Linked DNA regions of Zea mays: region 1 is linked to region 2. A link is a contact called in public Hi-C data. All regions are on one chromosome and are shown on one strand. The core of a region is the stretch at or near the end of the contact, and the rest is flanking DNA. Distances in the headings are between cores, read along the strand shown. Region 1 has its middle 78 kb from the start of LOC542488. Region 2 holds the start of LOC542488 (rough sheath 2).

Evidence for each region. Hi-C and Micro-C count contacts between places; a contact is called where the count stands out from the background.
Region 1: a Hi-C map of ear shows a contact between it and region 2, with 2.3 times the contacts expected there. The contact joins the enhancer-like site here to the promoter of LOC542488 in region 2. A contact is called at or near these places in 2 of 25 Hi-C or Micro-C datasets (ear and endosperm).

Annotation. Positions count from the first base shown.
Region 1 is chr1:158,751,820-158,757,690 of Zm-B73-REFERENCE-NAM-5.0, reverse strand. No RefSeq gene overlaps it. Among protein-coding and RNA genes, the nearest start is that of LOC542488, 78 kb to the right of the region's middle. Within about 2 kb of position 1,525, at least 11 of the 20 cell types and tissues checked have an H3K27ac peak or open chromatin away from gene starts, as enhancers often do. A contact at or near this core is called in ear, where this site is marked.
Region 2 is chr1:158,675,045-158,680,916 of Zm-B73-REFERENCE-NAM-5.0, reverse strand. LOC542488 (rough sheath 2) reads left to right here and starts at 4,118. Exons shown (of 2, transcript NM_001112039.2): 1 at 4,118-4,746.

The DNA.
Region 1 (5,871 bases), core at 276-2,775, 79 kb before region 2:
GTATCTGGAAAGAAGCTTGACTTCCGTCCGCAGCAGGTGGGGGAGGGGCATACGGACGTACCGGGAATGAGGCTTGAATTCCGGCTTGGGAAGTTGGAGGTTGACCATATGAAGACGATGGATATTGATACAAATGATAGGGATAAGGGTATGGTGGTGGACGTGCAGCCGGAAATAGTGCACGGGGGAGTGAGGCTGAAACATCGGAGCGACGATGTAATGAAGAAGACTCATCTAACGGAAGGGTTGTAGGTGACCCATCGGACTGCAAGAGATCCGTGAAGGTGTTCAAATCTGGGGACCAACCCGACATTGTGTGAAGAAAGGGGAGTTTGGAAGAGAAAAATGAGATGGAATGGTGTGTGGAATGAGCTCCACCCGGGTAGGGGTATATATAGAGGGATTGGGGATGAAATTTGTGATTTTTTGCAATTTTTTCGAATTTTTTGGACTCCAAACGGTAAAAAACGGCTAGTTGCAACGGCTAGCACACGTGGACCCCGCTCCCGCCCTCCTCTCGCCCGAGCACGCTCTCCAGTGCAGGCGAGAGCGAGGCGACAGGCACGCTGTCGCCGGGCGACGCGGCCATCGCCCGCTCCCGCTCTCCCGCCCCTCTCCCGTCCCACTCTCGCCCCCGTACGCTCCTCTCGCCCGTGCTTCCCGCCTGCACTGGCACCAGCCTTATAATCTCTTGTGTGCTCTCTAGGAAGTTTGTACTCGCTCTAAAAATATAGTAAGAACTCTAAAGCTTTAAACTTGCTCTATTGCACTGAGAAGGGGATAGGATTTCATGAAACCTTAGTTTTTGTGGCTTCCTCAGTAACGTGGAGATATGCTAGTGTTTGTTTTGTTATTTATTGTTATTTTTGTGCTCTACTTGTGCTGGTTATAAAATTATGAGGCATGGTGTTAAGGTTGTCTTCGGTGGACCATATAAAATAAGGGAAGGCGGCACTCAGGGATGGAGGCAGTGGCGGGGTGGACAGGGCTCGAGCCACCCTATCGCCACGAATCAATGGAGTCCCACCCGGAGCCTCTCTAACATTCGAAATTTACACAATATAATGTAGAAGGAGCTCTTATACTGTAACAGTTTAGTTTAGTCCCTTCTAATTTTTTTCTAGCTCCGTTACTCACAGTACCATAAATGATAATGTTTGATATTGTTCAGTAGAGTGAAGCTTTAAAAAAAGAGGATGAGATAATAGATAATACAGGACCTATTGGACATAGCCTAGCGTGACTCCATGTGGCCATTAGCACGATGTAGAAATTAGGATTGTTCCGGTCCTTTTTTTATATATATGGACGGAGGGCCGGAGTACTCGTACGTCGTAGTGCGTGATGCCGCGTGAGTGATCCATCGGTCCGTCCGGAGGCTGTAGGCAAAAGTACTAGTGTACTCATAGCCTACAGGTGCCAAGACGTCGCGTCACCTGATAGGTGACTGCCGTACCGTACGCTGGTGAGACGAAACGTCCCGCTCCCTGATCCACCGCGCGCATGCAGCATCTGCATGACCGACCGGCCGGCCTGAGCAGCTGCCAGGGTCGCTGCCGCACAGTGACCACACACACGTACCAGGGTACCAGCAGCTGCGGTCTACTTGTACGTAGGAGTACGTATAGACCCGTAGGACGGTAGGAGTACGTCGTAGGCGCCTGCACGCAGCACGCAGGGTCTCGAGCTAGCGGGCGCCCTGCGGCTGCCGTATGCATGCCTGCCGGCCAGGTTGCCACAGGCCACACAGCCCACAGGGGTGTCAGCTAGCTCCAAGCTTGCCATTTGCCAGGCCAGGTGCCCAATGGCACACACGCAGGTGCATGGGCGTTTCCTTGCGCCGCTCACCTTTGCCGTTCTCACGTCTCGCTCGCCGCTGTGCGCTGCCAGCGTTGTACCCGCAGCCTCTTAAATGCTCCCATGCAACAGCGCCGCTACAGCATGCTTCCATCGACTCGCTGCCTTTTTCCTGGGATTTGGTGGTGGGCTGCTGCCCGCGGCGGAAAATGGAAGCCACCGGATCAACGTTGTTTCCATGTTGCCAATTTAGACTTAAGTTTTGGCCGGGCTATTTGGAAACGGCACGGCACGGCACGACACGACGCGAAGAAAAATAGACCAGACCAGTAGGGCACCAATGGTCAGGTCGTATCGTGCCTCAAACTTAAACACGATAGATAGCATGGCACGACACGACTAGATGAGAGCTGTGTTCGGGTCGATATGGCAGGAAGTAAGGCACAAGGTAGAAAACTAGTGTTTTAGTGGTTATTTCATGCTCTAATAATTTTTATCTCTTCACAAAAGTTATACAATCTCATTTGATTTTTAACCTATAGAAAAGTTATGAATAATTTGAAGATGTATTTTTTTAGACATGTACAAGTTTTTTTCTACGTGATGTGCTTGGGCTGGCACGTAGTGCTTTTGGGCCAAGCCGGGTCTAGCTTTTAGTATCTGGGCACGGCACGACCCAGTCCGAAATTATTCAGTACCGTGCTAGCCCAAAAAAAGTTAGATCAGAGCACGATAGGCCTTGGCGGTGCTGGCTTGGCGCGACCTAAACTTTCAACTCTATCGACGCCACCACTTGGGTTGAAAAATAACTTGAGTGTCATAAACAGGGTTGGGCCTGTTCCACTCAGAGAGACTCGCCAGCCTAAATGATTTTGTGCACTTTTGCGGTTCATTGGAGCAGCGAATCAAGCCAGCTTGGTTAGGCTCGTGAGCTAGCCTCATCGATACGGTGTTACACCGTTATACTATTATATTATTGTTGTGTGGATTTATTTTCTTATTTTTATAGACTCAATGCTAGGTGTAGTCTGAAAAATGTTGCTAGATTTTTTTGGTACATAATTATATAATAATATAAGTATACCATTTATACTCTATATGTGATTTAGTGTGGAGGCTCAAGAGCTAGCTTGTGAGCTACCATCGAGTGGAACCAAGTCTCATCTTTCAGCTCACAATACAACTAAGTCGAACTGGGCCTGGCTCGCTGGTTCACCAGCTCAGGTCGACTCGTTTTCTGCCCTAGCCATCACCACCATGAGCTTTTGTCAAAGGCAACAACATTGTATCCAAATCTATTTTATGTATGTGTAGCAGTGCAGGTCTCTCACTTGCCCACTTGTTGAGACTTGAGATGTTAGATAGTAGCACAAGTAGTCTAGCAGACTAACAAATATCCATTCATTTCTTGGTGGCATACAAATATAATCAAGTTGTATTACTGTTGATTTTATGTAAGGAAACAAGAGGGAAGCAAGTGAAGTTGGTGGTCAAAGTCTACCTATGAGAGTCAACTTATTAGTGTGTCCACCTCACCTTCAGCACAAAAAATGCAGATGAAAATCAAGTGGTTGGCACTAGCACCAGTGGTGGCGGTGGCACAACAACATGGAGACCTAGAACTAAAGTTGGTGGTGTTAACACTAACCATAATACCCAAGAACCGGATGTTATTGTTGCTGGAGATATAGTAGCCCTTGATGACAAAGAAGGGGTTGTGGGTTCATCAAAGAGGGCAAAGAGGTGCACCTCTACTATGCCAATGTATTTCACCAAGCATACTATTGTCATAGAGGAGGGTGGCAAGAAGTATGAGTAGTTGTGGGTAGGGATGTTCCTAAACATTCAGAATTATATGACAAATCTAATATTTTAACATAGATATGCAAAAACAATTGGTGCTAATTTTTAGTCATGTTGTTAAGAATATTATGAAGTACAAGAATAAAATTGTTTATAATTTTTTATGTGCTTTATTTTCTCCCTACAACAAAAAAGGTGAAAAACATTGGAATCCGTATTTGTATCCATATTAAAATTTTATATCAATTACTTAATAATATATAGACCAAATTTGAGGCTTACTTTTAATGAATATTAATAGGCTCAATGCTAAAAACAAGAATATAAATTTACATAGCAAAATCTATATGTTATTTGTTCACAATTGATTAAAGAAGACCAAAAAATTAACCATCGAATAAGTATCTGGATCCATCCCTAGTTGTGGGGCAATTGCAATTTCTCAAATTCCAAGTAGAGCTACAAGGCTGAGTCTAACAATGAAACAAATGCATTTCATAATCATTTGAAGTCACAACATAGTATTCTGAAAGGGAAGTTGCAACTTAGGGCTAAAACAGACCTTGATAAAGATGTTACCAATGGTGTTCCTTATAAGCTTGATTATGAGACAACTCTCAAAAGGTTCTATTCGACAATAATCATACATGAGTACCCATTCAAAATTGTTGAGCATGACTACTTTGTTGATTCATCTATTCCATGTGTCTTAGATTTACATTCAAGCCTAGAGTCACTGGTAGAATAAAGGGTATTTGTGTGCCACATTGCATTGAATAAATGATGAGTGGCGTATTCAAAGGAGAGTTGTGGGTTTCTTTCACGTGGAAGGAAGTCATACTTGTCATAAGTTTTTAGAGACAGTTTACTAAATTGAAGTCATGGTTTAAGTGGATTGTTGATAACAAGTTGTTTGTCTTGACTTTAGACAATGCATAGAATATTTTTGTGGTGGCCAATGGTATTATTATTGATTTTCAAGTGAATAGACAAGCTTATTTGGTGTGTCATGGGATGTTTTTATATTTTATTTTCTTGTCACATACTTAATTTGGTTGCAAGATATGGGTTGGTTGTTATTTCTAAAGCACTTGGGAAGATTAAAGCCTTGATACTGACTATGAAGGGTTATCCTTACAATGAGAAGAGCTTATGAAGTGTGCTATTGAGTGTGGGTTGGATACAATAAAGGGAATTCAACAAGATGGAACTCAACATATTTGATGGTTAAGGATGCCTTGTACTACAAAGATGCTTTCATTATACTCAAGACATCAAATCGACACAAATATATGAAAATTACCCCTAATGATGATGAATTAAAATTGCTACAAATGTATTTCGGTTTTTGAGAAAGGTTTATGACCTTAATTTATTACTTTTAAGTACATCATATCCTAGTTCAAAACTATTCTATGTAAGTTTTTTGTGAAACAAAGGAGTTGCTTGATAAATGGTGTCTTGGTGCAGAATTGAGTATTAAGACAATGACCATTGCTATGAGTGAAAAGGTTTTAAAAATATTGGACATGTTCTAGCATGAGTCTTGGTAGCTTCCTTTTTTATCATAGGTACAAAAAAGCTAGAAGACTACTACATGGGAACTTTTTGTGATGACTACTATCAGGTTCATCTTGATGAGTTTGGTACTATTGTGAAGAACTTATTTGAATTTTATGCTAGCTCTAGCTCAAAGTATAAGAGTGATGTGAATCAAAATGAACATATTAGTCCAATAGATTCTCTAGCAAAAATAGAGATGTTGAACTTGAGAGCTTATTATATGATGAGTCTAAGTCTGATAACTGTGACAAAAATGAGCTAGACAAATACATTGCAGAGTCATTATTGAAGCAAAATTCATTTGATATTTTTAGCATATTGTAAGAACAATATAGACAAAATACCCTATCCTTTTACAAATAGCTTGTGAAATGATGTCTATCCAAGTGTCCAAAATTTCATCCAAAATTATGTTTAACCGAGCTGGATGGATAATTGATCCATATTATAATTGTATCAACCCTAAGAAAGTACAAGAGCGGGTTTGCACCAAAGACTAGATACATGCTACAAGAAATGGTATTAATTAGCTTGTTTCTTCAATTAGATGTTTTTTCAAATATATGTGATATAATAAACTTATGCGTATGTTGCTTGGCTTGTCATTTTTGTATTCTAAATCTATTTCTTTAATTATGGTTGTTTTAAACTCCCAGAAACTATTCTCGTGAGCTCTAGTCACACAATATATGATGAGGGATTGTCTAA
Region 2 (5,872 bases), core at 2,869-5,368:
CTAATGCGGTGGTACCCCCCCAAGAGATCCCATTGACCCAGGATCCAGTTGACGATCATCCTAGTAAGTGTCTTCGACACATTGTTCGTATCCATCATTATTTCGTTTGATTAGACTTTTTAATGTGGTTTTTCTTGCTCCGACCTGATGCAGGATCTCCACATATCAATAATGCTGATGTTCAGATTGATGTGCCTGTGTCATATAATATGGACAACATATGCAGGGCATCGAATAGTGTTGATGTTCAGATTGAGGATGAGGAGGAGCCATATGAGGCTGCACGGGCCGTAGATTCTGATGATGACCGTCCGGTTCAAGAAATGACCGAGCAAGAAATTGAACTCATAAGACGTTTGTGTCCGGAGCGAGACCCTGCAGTACATGAATTTAGCAGTTTAAGTCATTCCACCCGTGCGTATGCTGAAGGACGTGACGATGAACTGCTAGAGGCTCCGGATAACGCCGATAGCATTGAGATTAAGGTTGGCTTACTTTTCAAGGATCTGCCTACACTGAGACGATGGCTACAGGAATATTCTGTGAACCGGAAGAGGCCGTTCAAGGTGAGACATTCGTATGCACAGCGTCGTTACACTGTTGTGTGCGAGGTGCCAGAATGTAATTGGAGGGTATGTGCCCGAAGGCAGAAGGACACCGGAAAGTTTAAGATCACCAAAATTGTAGGTCCACACACTTGTGCCCAGACAGAGCTGAGCTCTAAGCATCGTCAGTTGACATCTACCCTGATTGCGAAAAGGATATTGGGGATATTGAAGGGTCAGCCAAACTTGAAGGTGAAGTCAATTATGACCATGTCTTCGGAGCTGTTTGGTTATAGGATCAAATATGGGAAAGCATGGAGGGCAAAGCAGCGGGCATGGAAGATGATATACGGGGATTGGGAGGAGGGTTATGAGAAGTTACCAGCATTGTTCAATGCAATGAAAGCAAAAAACCCAGGCATGCATTACGAGTACATCCCCAAACCTAATGAATGGAGGAACGGCAAAGAGATATTTTATCGTGCTTTCTGGTGTTTCTCGCAGTGCGTAGAGGCCTTCAGGCATTGTCGTCCCGTGCTCTCTATTGATGGTACTTTTCTGCTTGGGAAGTATAAGGGCACATTGTTGGTTGCCATATCATGCGACGCAGACAACTCACTGGTTCCAACACCAAGCTATAACATTACCTCGTCTCCTAAAAAAAATAGTAAGTACCGCTATAACATTACATCTGGTGCAAAAAAAAATACCAACCTCATCGTAATCGACCATATGTCCACAAAAATATCCAACACCAAGCTCCGAAGGAACTAATCCATACTTAGCTTCAATACCGCATTTGCAGAGTACTGGATCAAATTTGACCTCTTCTGCCGCCCACCCCATGTATCTCTTTTCCTTTACCTCTGGCTCTGGCCAATGGGACAAAGGACCATACAACCACTCTCTGAAACGACACTTACGCCACCCGTATGGCTGCAGGAGAAAAATTAGTAATTTATTGTAAATAAAAATAGTTCATATATTTAACGTATCAATGGGCTCACATAATCAATGTTCGGACAACAGAACTGCTTGTCATAGTCTTCGTCGATGACAGCACGGTCTCCACAATCGCATCGAGGCGGTGAGTCCATCCGTCTTTCTGTTGCTACCTCCTTCTCTGCATCCGTCATTGGTGGAGGATTCGGGGGAGGAGGTACCCAACGCTTAAAACGCTCATGACTGGTCTTTCCACTCAACCAATTAACGAAAAGAAGATATCGAGGGTCAAATTTATCAGGACCATCGATCCACTGGAAAAAGAAACACCTCTGATGTCCCTAAAATAATGGAAAGATGCACTATTACATATCTACAAAAAAATGAATGCGAATAAAGTTAAGTGACAAGTCATAAGCTACGTACGTCCAAAGTGCCACAAAGGTAGTAGCAGCGAGCAGCCGTGTCTGGATGTTGTGATTGATGTACCCAAGCCAGTCTGCCACAGTCACAGTTAGGCACGTGGAGTTCAGGAGGAACAGGAGCATCCTTACTAGATACGTCCGGATATAACTCCCGAGGACGACCTCTCTTCTGCCACAACGCCTCTCGGTACATGTCTTTCATCTAATAAACGATTATAATTATCACTTGTACCTATTTTGCTTTATAATAAGTCTACACAAACTAATATTCGAAATAATAATATAATAGGTGTATACAAATTATTTAACTAACAACCCAATATACAAAACGAATCAGTTGGAAATCATACCTTGGCCTACGAAGTGAACCAACTCAAATATTTGAATCCAACAATTTTTGACGAAGTTTGGAAATGGGATGAAATGAGCTGCTCTCGGCCAGCCGCGCGGGCGTTTTTATAGGCATTCGTAGCTCGGCGCCAAGATCTGTGGCGCCGAGCTACGAGGCCGCGCCGCCGCCACGTCAGAGCCAGGTAAGCCCTGGACGCAACTAGCCGTTGCGGCCACGTCACAGCTCGGCGCCATAGGCTGTGGCGCCGAGCTGTGTTAGCTCGGCGCCACGGCCTATGGCGCCGAGCAAAGGGTCCAAAACTGCATTTAAAATTTTTTTAGGTCTAAACGTAAATTTACTTCGGTTTAGGGGCTAAAATACAAAAAATTCGGCTTTCAAGACCCAAGGTAAGAAACTTGAGGTAGTCAAAGACTTGACCGAGAGGCTAGATTCTCTTGCCCAAACCTAGGACTCAGCCCTGGTCGAATAAGCAAAGATCACTGAGCTCAAAAGCAATTCTTGTCTGTGTCTGAGAAGGCTATAGACAATGAGAGATCCGTTAATAGAGGATTGGTTGCTCGGTTGTACTTAGCCACCAAGGCCAGAAACTCGGCTGATGAAGAGAAACATTAGTAAGTTCCTAAGCGCTTTGGTCTTTTTAATACTTCCTTATGTTTGCCCAAAACCTGGTCCTGCCAAAAACTTGTTCTTGTCAATCAGTTGTGTCAATATGGACGACTTACATCCATGATGTTGAAGAATGTCATGTACCCAAAGTAGTGTGAAGAGTCCGATAAGAAAAATCACCCAACATTAAATAAATAGTGAGATGGAGAGTCTGAATAGCTGATATAAAATTTAGAAGTAAAAATGTATTGATTGCTGACAAAAAAATCGTAAGATATTAAGATCAATAACAATACTATATGTTATTTATTTTTATCTAATTATTATGCTAATAGTAGCTGATATAACCACACACAGTTATTATACTAGTTTGACCTGTGTAACTGTTGGCCACAGAACAGGCTAGCTACTCGTCATGGGCACTCACTCAGGCGTGCCTGTTGAGTAGGAGCAGTAGTAGTAAAAAAGAAGAAGGAAAAAAAAGCGATCTCTAATCCGCGCGGCGCGGGGGCCATGCTGCCGTGATTTGACTCGTGGAAGCCCTCCTCCACGCTCGCTCCCCATCTTTTTCGTCGCTTTCCACGCGCGCTGTGCTCGCTGCCACGACAAGACGCGACGCCGACGACGTACGGCGCCTTTTCCCACCGCCCGCCCGCGCGCCGGCCAGCCCCCCAGAGATGCTGCCATTTCATTTCCCACCCCATCCCATCGATCGTCACTCTACTACTACTAATATTGAAGGAGCGATTAAAGCCAGCTATTAACATTGAAGGAGTAGTAGAAGCTGCAAATTCAACCCAAACGGATAGATTGTATAGGACTGGAATGAGTTTATTTCTTTGAATCTGATTTTTTTGCGTAAAATTTGATTCGGGGCGCGTATCCACCCACCCACGCGCGCACGCCAGAGAGGCCGGAGCCATGTCCGTCCATGTCGCTCGCTCGTCCCATCAATCAACTCTCCAACAGTCTCGCCTCTTCTCTTCTCTTCTCTCTCTCTTTTCTTTAACTTCTCTCTCCTTCCATCCCCCGCTGCCTCTGCGTGCTCAGCCCAGGGCCAGGGCCGGGCAAGCCAGTACTGCGAAGTCAGCTCGCAGCAGAGAAAGCACCCCCGGCCCACCCCCACAACCACGTACTGTATACTGCTGCCACTGCGCCAGCCAGCACGCTCCTCCACCTCCATGTGCATGCTGCAGCTGGAGCTGCATGTGTAGGCGTGGCCGTGTCCCGTCTCTCGTCTCGTGTGGGGGTGCCTGTGCTCATGCCATTGCCATTGCCATTGCCATGCTGCGTGCCGCTGTTGCCCGTGCTTCACCTGCGCTGCGCCCCCCTGCTCCACTCCATCCTAGTAGCTCTACAGCTTCGAGTAGCTCGCTCTCACTCGCGCTCTCTACCGCTCCGGCTCGCTGAGACCCTGACCCTGTGTCCCTGTCTATATATACACGCGCGCCCCCTTTCCGGGCATCCCTTTTCCTCCCGCCCGCGCCCCCGTCTTTTCCTTTCCGCGTGCCCTAATTTCTCGCTGCGCCTTGTCCCCCACACCTCCCTCCCTCCGCCGCTGGTGCTCTCTCCTCCTATACATACAAACACATACACACAAGCTCGCTCGCTCGCTCACGGGCTGTGAGAGAGGCCGTGGAAAGGAATCTTTCAGCTCACACCTCCCTATCCCTCCCTCCCTCCCTCCCTTCTCCTCCTACTGCTACTGCTCGCCAGGTCCCCTCGCTCGCTCGTCGTCTTCAACCTCACACAATTATTTGTGCTCCCGCTCCTTCCGTCCGTCCTTCCTCCCCCCTCCCCTCTCCCGCTCCTGCTGCCTTGCCTCTCAGCCGAGGGACGCCAAGGTCTCTGCCAGGATGGTGTAGGCCGTGCCTCTGTAAGTTCTTCGTTTCCTAGCTTTACTATCAACGCGCACGTATTAGTTCACTCGTTCGTTCGTCTCTGGTTGTGTGGATTATTGGGGAGGAGTAGCAGTAGTGGCAGTCTGATCTGGTTTAGCATGTCTTCTTGCATTCGGGTTGTTTTTTACGGCACCTCCTACATAGTAGCAGTAGCAGTACTGTGGTAGAGATGTTGATTTGTGACAAGGATTGTTCCTCAGTTTCCGGGTCTTTTATTTTACCAGAGGAAGCGCGCGGGTGCAGCCGCTGAATGTGATGTGTCCCCGGTTTTTTTTCTTCTATTTTTCTCTCTCGTTCTTTATTTCGTGGTATGTGCGCGTGAGCAGGAGAATTTCTTTTTTTGAAAGGCGAGCAGCAGGAGATTGTGTCGTCGATTTCGTTCCCAAAAATTTGGCTATTTAGTTCATGTCCTGCGGCCCCCCTATTTATTTCCTCCTGTTCGTCGGCGAGAACCGTCGGTCGTCTGCCTCGTACGTGAATTCTTCTCGTTCGGCTTCAGGTGTGCGGCGGCGGTCCTGAACTCGTTTTGGTCTGTCAGAATAGTTACTAGTTAGTTTGGTGCCATGGTTCTTCAGAAATCTTCCCGGTCGTCAACGCCATGTTTTCTTCACCCACCATTGTCCAGCTTGATCTCATCTCCCCTGGATGCCCTTTGGAGTATTAACCAATTAAGATCGAGCAAGGATCTGCAGCATGCGAAAATGATGAAGAAACCTTTGGGGGGGGGGAAAAAGAGAAGAGAATCGCTACTCCTATTCCTATATGATACTGTAAAGTTCACATCCAGCAGTCCACTCCAAGCAAGCCCTACGCAGATCCAACAAGTCCCATCCTACCCTTGTACTACATATATGTCGTAGGGTACCACCACACTGATCTGGCGTCGACACGTTGCTGTCCGCATTGTTGGGGCTATGTTTCCTCATCATGGTTTCACCATGCTTTGATTAGACGTAGATTTCGTAGAACCAACCAATCCTCAACAACACCACTTGGCCATCTCATGATTGTGTGTAGGGCATCACTACCCCCCCCCCCCCCCCCCCCCCCCCTCTCTCTCTCTTTCTCTGTCAAAATCTGGTCTTGTCTCCTTCACAGCAC